Regions from separate parts of the Pan troglodytes genome. Here region 2 is linked to region 1. The links are chromatin contacts, called in public HiChIP or PLAC-seq maps. All regions are on one chromosome and are shown on one strand. The core of a region is the stretch at or near the end of the contact, and the rest is flanking DNA. Distances in the headings are between cores, read along the strand shown. Region 1 holds the start of KIAA1549L (KIAA1549 like). Region 2 holds the start of CD59 (CD59 molecule).

What was found. HiChIP or PLAC-seq counts read pairs in DNA pulled down with a chosen protein or histone mark.
Region 2: a contact with region 1 is called in an H3K4me3 HiChIP or PLAC-seq map of stem cell-derived excitatory neurons, with 4 times the contacts expected there. The contact joins the promoter of CD59 here to the promoter of KIAA1549L in region 1. A contact is called at or near these places in 2 of 7 Hi-C or Micro-C datasets (blood and stem cell-derived neural progenitor cells) and 1 of 1 datasets of contacts at active chromatin or transcription factors (stem cell-derived excitatory neurons).

Annotation. Positions count from the first base shown.
Region 1 is chr9:37,380,187-37,384,662 of NHGRI_mPanTro3-v2.0_pri, forward strand. KIAA1549L (KIAA1549 like) reads left to right here and starts at 3,081. Exons shown (of 21, transcript XM_054661274.2): 1 at 3,081-3,395. The coding sequence starts at 3,158.
Region 2 is chr9:37,742,957-37,747,586 of NHGRI_mPanTro3-v2.0_pri, forward strand. CD59 (CD59 molecule) reads right to left here and starts at 1,498. Exons shown (of 4, transcript NM_001280485.1): 1 at 1,457-1,498.

The DNA.
Region 1 (4,476 bases), core at 1,831-4,330:
ATGGTATCTCGTCTTGAGGTCAGTCTCATCAGGGAGACGAATTCATTGAAACACCAGTGCAACAACCAATACGTGAAATGTAATTTATAATTTGTGTAAGTCTGGCAAATAATGGAGAAGGCAAAATCCCATTTACAATACAGAATTTACTTTCTCGAGATATGCATTTGCTATCTCCCAACCCCAGGGCAGTTGCCCCCAAATCAATCTCTCTCAACTCGCATGGAGAAGCCAGCTGTGTTCAGGTCTTGCTTTTCTTGCTTTGCACACAGCGTCTCTCCTGCTGGATCTTTTATATCTCTTTAGGCCAGTAACATTCAGTCGCTTCCCGGGTGAATGCAGCCAGCCTGTCCAGCTTCCTCAGTTCCTGACTCACCATCAACACCACAATTGTCCAGGTGCAGAAAAGGGGTGGGTGGGGGAAGCTGTGGCTACTAAAGGGTTCGTGTTTTCCCCCATCACATCCACCTGTGTGTTCTCGGGAGCTCTTAACTCAGAGCCTGATACAGGATTGGTGCTCCTGAGAGTGACTTATCTTCCCCTCTCCCTCTCCTTCAGATGTGTCCAAGGCCTTTCACAACTTGGCCTCAGCATAAGAGTTCTGGGTCTCAAACAGGCAGGCCCACTGCTCCAAGACCAATCTTCCTGCCTCCTTCCCTGCCTCTGCTCCGCCCACTTCTCTCTCCAGGGGCTCCCTTTTCTGCAACACCTAAGTGAGTCTATACCCTGCCCTTGTTTCAGTTCTTCTTTGCCTGACATCCTCATTCCCCATCGCCTTGTCCGTGGGATCACCACCGGCTGCAGGGCCGTTCATCTTGTGATGCTGCCTGAACCATGACCATGGGCTGGCTTTCTCACAGTGTCTCCAACTAATTTAGTGAATTGCTTTATCTCTTCAACTAGACTGCATCTTTCCCTTCCTCCCTCCCTCCCTCTCTCTCTCCCTCTCTCTCTTTCTTTCGAAGGAGTCTCCCTCTGTTGCCCAGGCTGGAGTGCAGTGGTGCAATCTTGGCTCACTGCAACCTCTGCCTTCCGGGTTGAAGCAATTCTCCTGCCTCAGCCTCCCAAGTAGCTGGGATTACAGGCATGCACCACCACACCTGGCAAATTTTTGTATTTTTAGTAGAGACAGGGTTTCACCATGTTGGCCAGGCTGGTCTCAAACTCCTGACCTCAGGTGATTCGCCTGCCTCGGCCTCCCAAAGTGCTGGGATTACAGGCGTGAGCCACAGTGCCAGGCCAGACTGCAAGTTTCTTAACACAACCCAAAACAGCCCAACTAGTTTAATTAAAGAACAAAATTAAATCATAACCCCCAACAAGGCATTACTATATTTCAACAAATCTTAGACATATTATAAGAACACACCTGACTTCTGAAAAGTTAACATGTGAAAAGTATGTGTCTTAGATGAAATGTGGTGTTATTTCTATCCTGCAGATGCTCAATAACTAGAACCTAACACTTTTCCAGATCCCCTGGTTAAGTTGCTGTGCCCTAACACACCAGGCACGCTCTGCCCCGGGATGTTAGCCTTTTTGGTTCCCTGTATCTGGAATGCTCTTCGCGCATGGCTTGTTCTCACCTCCTTCAGATCTTGGCTCAAACGTCACCTTCTCAGCGAGGCCTTTCTTCACAATGTTTAACATTTGCAACACCCCCTCCCCACGTTTCATTCTTTTACACTGATTTTTCTTTACGGCATTTACCAGTCTAATATTCTATTACTTATTTGTTTATTGCGGGTGAACCCCCACTAGGGCAGGGATTTTGTTTATGGCTGTTGTCATTGGCACATCGCAGGCAGTCAATAAGGATTGTTGAGTGAATAGCGTCTGAGCTTTACCGGGTCAAGGACGTGTGTGTTTCCCCGCTGCTTGTATCCTCAGTGCCTAACACAGATGCTGGCAAACAGCGGGCCCGTAATAGATACTCAGTGACTGGGGATGGATGAGGCGCCTATGAGCCAGGTCACTTGCTAAGGCCATCAAGGCTATCAAGGGCGAAGAGCAGGGGACCAACTCAGGTGACGCCTGGGCCTTTTGTCCCTCTGAGCAGGAGCTGCCTGACTCTCCTGTTTGGGGGAACAGACTTTTTTGGAAAAACTTCCCCCAGTCTTCCCAGTGCGCAGTGTAATGCTTTGCACGTAGTGTGGCTGCAACAAATATTTATAATGTGTTTTAATCCAGCGTGTTATTGCAACTAGCCCACAGCCGCTTGAGCTCCTCAGGGGTAAACTGGCATGCAGGTGTCCGTTGGCCCCTCGGAGAAGTAGTGAACAAACAGCACAAAGCGCGCCCGCCCTTCTACAAAGAGCTTTCCCAAAATCCAGGCGGAAGAGCTTTCCTGCCGCTTGGGCACGTTGACCATGACCCCCCTCCCCGGCCAGACGACCTCTCTCCCGCCAACCTTCCCTTCTCTAGAGGGGGGACAGGAGGGGAGGGAAGCCCTCCCTTTAAGGACCTCAGCTGCGCGGGAGCCGCCGGGAGGGGTCCCCCTCCTGGGTCTCGAGCCCGGCCGGGCGCGCGGGAGCGGGGAGCGCGCGGTGGCTCCGCGCGGGGCTGCGCGCGCGCGCCGGCCTCGCCTCCTCGCCCGATCCGGAGGCTACGTGCTTTCTTTGTCAATGAGGCGCCGCTCTGAGCTGCGGTAGCACTCGCGGCCCGGGAACCCGAGCCGGAGCCGGGGCTGGAACCCGAAGCCCAGCGAGGAGCGAGGAGCCAGGACAGCGGGGCGCCGAGGCTGCAGCGGCGGCGGGAGGGAGGGACCCGAGCGCGCCCCGCGGCCGCCACCCCCGTTCCCGGCAGCCTCGCCCCCTAGTTCTGCAGGAGCCGGCCCGGGGGAGCGGGCCCCGGGCGGCGCCCGTCCCACCCTCGCCACCCCAATCGCGCCGGCGCGCGGCGACAGGCACCGTGGGAACCCCGGCCCGCGCCCGCCGCGGCTCCATGCGGGCCCGGCCCCTGCGCGGGTGAAGCCGCGGCTCCCTGGAGCCCGCCCCGGGCGCGGCAGGACGAGCGAGCCAGTCGCGCCGCTCGGCGCCCCCTCCCTCTGGCGCCCGGGCCGTGGCCGGCGATGCCCGGTGAGGACCGGGGCGCCGAGGGCTGGGCTCCCTGGCGCGGTGCAGAGCGAGGCAGCGGCCTGGATGTGTGAAGCGTCCCCATGGCTCCGCAGGAGGCCAAGCCTCAGGGCTCAAGGGAAGCTGGGCCCGCGACGCGGGGGCGCGGGGGCCGGCCCGTGGCGCGTGGGCTTGGTCGGGCTGGCTGGGGAGCCGCGCGCTGCACGGGCGTGAGGGGCCCCGGGGCCGGCGCGTCCCACGATGCGCCCCCGCGGCCACCGACGCTGCTGCTGGGACTCCTGCTGCTGGCGGCCCTCCTGGAGCACGGCCAGGCCGACCCGGGTAAGCGCTCGGCGGCGGGGCGTCCGCGGAGGTTTCTGGAGGAGCGGGGCGGCGGGACGGGACCCATACCTGCCCAGGTGGCGGTGGAGAGGTATTGGCAACACCGGCTCTGGGATTCTCTCCGCCCTTTACTGCTGCAACAGCAGGCGAACTGTCAGAAATCTGTCTTTCGGGAAGGCACTTTGGGCGGGGAAGAAAAAAAAAGGTGCAATCGCCTCTTCTTTTTGGACAAGTTGTAGAACCTTCCTAGTGGTCCCGCAGGCACGCTTTATTTAGAGAAAGATGTGTGTTTAGGACACCTTAAACGGGAAATGTATCATTAGAACACGTTTCAGGGTGGCAAAGTCCCTGGTATTTTGGGCTCTCTGTTGAGTGTCCACTTTGTCTTAGCTGCATGAAATGGCTAGAGAGTTTTAGGCAATCCGCGTGTCGGCTTCCCAAATATCAACACAGTTTCTCCTGTGTTGATAGCGGAACCCTTTTCTTTTGGGAAGGAGGTCTCTCCAATAATTGCTTGCACCTTGCAAAGGGATGCAGGCGCTCATTAAGTATATAATCCACTGTTTGCAGGTTAGTTAAAAATAGTCATGCTTGGCTTGTAGACTTCCAGCAATCCCCAGGAAATAGATTTCTGTAATTCCTTGGACAATTTTGAGAAATCTGTTGTAAGTATTCTAGGTGGGGGTGGATTTTTCTGCTAAGTGTGCTTCAAAACTTAAGCTGTGCAGTAAGCAGTTGTCCTGGAAATAATAATGATTACTGCCTGCACTTGGAAAGGGCAGGCTTTTGTGTTTCTGACGAAATTCTGAGCTCTTGATACACTGCCTTATCAAGGAATATATTTCTCACTTCAGATAATGTGTTCCTGTAGTTTTGCATTTTTTAGCAAGGACTAATGACTTCTTCTTTCTCAGAGTACCCCCTCCCCCAAATTAGATTAAAATTCCTAATTGTAAAGGGGCTGACATTGTTTTAGATAAGAGAGTTTTAAGTTAAAAATATTTCTCGTCTTCAGCAGCTTAATTCAGAGCCCATTTTCCTTCGATTCACTTAAAGAGTCACGGACAGGTGGTGCTTGTGC
Region 2 (4,630 bases), core at 248-2,747, 360 kb after region 1:
TTTTATTTAGGCTTTTATCTCCTAAGCCACTCAGCTAATGGGATGTTTTTCTTAGAGCTAAGTTCAGCAAACAGTTTCTAGTTTCCACTGTGAAAATACAGAGGCCACAAGTTTTAGGACTGTTTGGCTTGTAGGGGAGGCAGCCTCCCTTTCTGCCTCTCCTTCATAAACTGCCACGTAAATAGCCACATTTTGGCAAACGTTGCCATCTCCCTCAACATTCGGGGCTCTGTGCCTTCTTCAGGGAACTGGGAGTAAACCGCCAGGAGTGGAGAACTTGAACAACTGCTCAGGGATCGCAGGGTACCTGAAATAATCAGCAGCCGCCGCGTTTGTGCTGAGCGCTTTCCGTCAATCATCTCAACCACCCTGTGAAGTGAAGCCTATTGTTTTACCCATCAAGTGCTGTTAAATACTTCCAGAAATGACCAGTGAAGAGCCTGGGTATCACTAAACGGCCATAAAAGGCACACTGCCTAATGTTGGTTTTTTTGTTTGTTTGTTCTTTGTGGGGTTTGTTCGTTTTTGAGGCGGAGTCTCGCTCTTAATTGCCCAGGCAGTAGGGCAATGGCGCGATCTCGGCTCACCGCTACCTCAGCCTCCCGGGTTAATGTTGTTTTTTGAAAAGTCAGCAGTCAGACTCTAAGAAGCGTGCGGCCCGAGCCGACCCAAGAAAACAAAACATCACGTTGTACTTAAAACGTCCGTTTCGGCCGGGCGCGGTGGCTCACACCTGTAATCCCAGCACTTTGGGAGGCGGAGGCGGGCGGATCACGAGGTCAGGAATTCAAGATCGGCCTGACCAACACGGGAAAACCCCGTTTCTACTAAAAATACAAAATTTAGACGGGCATGGTGGCGCATGCCTGTAATCCCAGCTACTCAGGAGGCTGTGGCAGGAGAATCGCTTGAACCCGGTACACGGAGGTTGCGGTGAACCCAGATCGCGCCACTGCACTCCAGCCTGGGCAACAGCGAAACTCCATCTCAAAAAAAAAAAAAGTCTGTTTCGCCCGACACCTGCTTTTCAAAATTACACATTTAGACCGCGAGGGGAGAGAGGAACCGCGGTGACCACGGAGGGCTGGCCTTTCCCCCGGCGCACTTTCTCTGAACCGCTAGAGCTTCCCTTGAGAGGAAAGCGATGGCAGGGGCCCGGGTGCGAGGCTGCCCCCGAGGGAATGGGGGGCGCGACGGGGGTAACGGGGCTGCTTCTGGGAGAGGGCGCGCTCCCCGTTTCTCCTTCCTCGTAGATAAAATGAAGCCAGCGTTCGGCTAGGACACCGGGCAGCGGTGACGGGTTGGAAGGGCCAGGCCTCGGGAGGCTCGCCCGGCAGGGGTCGAGTGGAAAGCGAGGACGGGGGTAGCCCCCACAGACCCTCCGCCCGGGCCCAGACTGCCGCCGCCACCTCGGCTCGGCTCACCCAAACCCCAGCAGGCCTTCGGGCCTTCTTACCTGGCGGCGCCCTGGATCCTCTTCCAGCCTCGAGCCGCTTCTGCGCTCAGCCCCCGCAGTCTTTCGCTCCAGCCCGCAAGGCTCCGCCCCCGGCCCCGCCCCTCAGGATGCCCTTGCCGTCCCAGGCTCCGGGCTCCCGCACCGCGCAGCCGCGCCTCGGCAGGACCCTCCTCCTCTCCCTCCACCCCCGCGCGGAGCTCAGCCTCCTGGCCCAGGTTCTGAGAAGGCCGGGTGGCCAGGACCCAATGAGCACCTTCAAAACCCCAGGGAACTGAAAGTTTGGGGCGTCCTCCTCGGATTTGCTATGGGACATAAAAACAGTAGGAAACTTCCAAAGACTTCTGATTTTCCCTTTTACGTTTTTTTAAGTATATTAAAATGTTTTCCAAAACGTTTCTGTGCGTCTTGCTGGTGCCCTGGGTGCCCCAGGGCCTGGCTATCGGCCTATGCGGCCCTGCTGTAGTCTGAAGCTGCTTCCTACTGCGAGGCTTGGGCAGCATCCAAATAGCCATCAGCCACAGCCGCATCCGTATCCGTGCCTTGTGACTTGTTTGAGACCCAAACAAAATGTTATGCGTTTAAAAGCTTACTGGGCTGCTCGGGGACCAGTGTTTTGAATGAACCTCTTCGAGTGTCTCTATCAACTTAGCTGGTAGCTACTGTTCCCCAGCAGCCACCAGAGGCAGGGACAGAAGAGCAAGAGCAGGGGATCCGCCTGCATGAGTCTGTCCCTTCAGGGTGGCCTCGCCCTCAGGGACTGGATTGTAGGCATGGTTTCAATAACACAGCGGTGTGAAAGTTTAAGAGTTTTTAGTACTTACGGACCCTGGGTGGTACACAGCTTGCCTAGAGGACACACACACACACACACACACACACACACACACACACACGGAGATCAGGGAGCACAGGGAGAAGGAAGGGAGGGACGGACCTTTGGGCCAGCAACTTTATCCAGTTAAGTTTCCTCTGGAGAGCTCTAACTGGTGGATTTAAAGCAAGCAGGTGAAAAGGCAGAGGTGGGAGGAACTTGAACCAGAGTTTGAAGCTGCAGTAGTGCCCTGTTATCACATCACTGCATGTTTATCTCTGGCCACCAGCTAGAGCCATTTGCGTGGGGTGTAGTACTGGAAACTGTCAATGGTGACTGAGACTTGCTTCTGTTATTAAAAGTTAAACATATTCGAAAATGGATGCTGAGGTAACAAAAAATTATAAGCACTCACCAGAACCGCAACCACCATTTGGAACATTAGTTTTATGTGCAGATGTAATTAGAAGTTTCCATTTGCTATTATATTTGGAAAGTGTCCCACTCACTGCAGAACTGACTGTAAGAACGCTATAGGAGGGAGGGTGGGGCTACAGGCCAAAAGTACAAGTCTTCCTCCAAGAGGATGGCCTCTGTTAGAAAGCATGAGACACACTTTGAGGGTCAGGGTGAGAAGATATTACATCTCAGGGCTGCTTGTGTTGAACTGGTCAGGGAAGAAGGCATGAGATAAAATTTAAGCCGGGGGAATCATAGATTACTGAATGTCTTGCAGGGAAAATCATATAGTAACTGTCTTGACGCTTTTTTTTTTTTAATTATACTTTAAGTTTTAGGGTACATGTGCACATTGTGCAGGTTAGTTACATATGTATACATGTGCCATGCTGGTGCGCTGCACCACTAACTCGTCATCTAGCATTAGGTATATCTCCCAATGCTATCCCTCCCCCCTCCCCCCTCCCCACCACAGTCCCCAGAGTGTGATATTCCCCTTCCTGTGTCCATGTGATCTCATTGTTCAATTCCCACCTATGAGTGAGAATATGCGGTGTTTGGTAACGCTTCTACTGTTATTCTGATGGCTTGGGGATGTCAGGGAATGAGTTCCATTTGGTGGTGCTCAAATCCTGGTGTTCCTCTATACAAATGGGAGTTTTTTAAATCAGGATGACTTGCTTTGATATTTAAAGCATGTCTCCTTAAAACAGCTAATACTGTATATTTCCTAAGATGGATTCCAAAGCTCTTTCGTGTACTTACCTTACACACATCCTATTAGCTATTCCTTCCTTGACACGCTTGGCTTCTGAGATGCCACTCTCTCCTAGTTTGCCTCCCAGTTTCTTGACCATTCGGTCTTGAGATTCTTTTCCTTTACCCACTAATAATTTGGTGTCCCAGGATTAGACTGAGAACCATGGCTATGTGTGCTCCCTGGGAGACTATAGTGTATCTACTCTTTTACCTTGGGATGTATGTTTGCAGATGATTCAAAAGTCTGTCTCCATCCCTGACCACTCCCCCTATCTTCATAATTATATCCAGCTGACTGCTGGACATCTCCACTTATATGTTCCACAGACGTCTTGAACTTAATGTGCACAAATCTGAATTCATCTTTAAAGAGTGATTGCTTTTCCTGAATTTTTTTCATAAATGAAGACAGAAACCTAGGAATCAACGTTGACCTCTTCCACTCCCTCACATCTACTCAGCCATTCCTGCCTATTTTACCATTTCAATATCTCAATATCATTCCTTTTTCACATTGCTACTGTGCTAATTCAGATCGGTAGTTTGCGTTGCTTGAGCCATTACAATTCCTTAATACCAGGTCCCCATGTTGCCCATGTTAATTCCTGCATCCCCTGCCCCTTCTCTGCTTGCCCTCCACACGGCTGCTAGAGACCTGGCTAGTTTACCTCTCCAGCCTCATGCCTCACTTTTCATTTTCCACTTCATTTTACCTTGTTATCATCATCCTTTTGTGAATACAATATGCCTGCAGCAGCCAGTATGCAACCATGATCTTCTTTGAGAGGAAAAGTCTTGTGCTAAGGATGGCAGGTCAGAAAGATGGAGCCAATCTGGACTGTTGATAACACCACTGTGCCATCATGTCAGCCTTGAACTAGCTACCTCTGACTATTCGCAAGAATAACCACCCCCAAACTATTTAAGCTACTGTTAATTTAGGTATTTGTCTTATTCTAGTGATATATCAAGCCTCAGAGAAATTAATAAAAAAAATCAGTTGTGTTTTCAAGGGGCCTCAGAGCCAGAAATGGCCTTTTCACCACCAAAAGTAGAGTCTGGTTTGGGCAACGTTAATGCCAACTGTTAAATTCCTGTTACGTGTGAATAAGCATTCTTGCCAATAGCAGAAAATACAGAAGCTT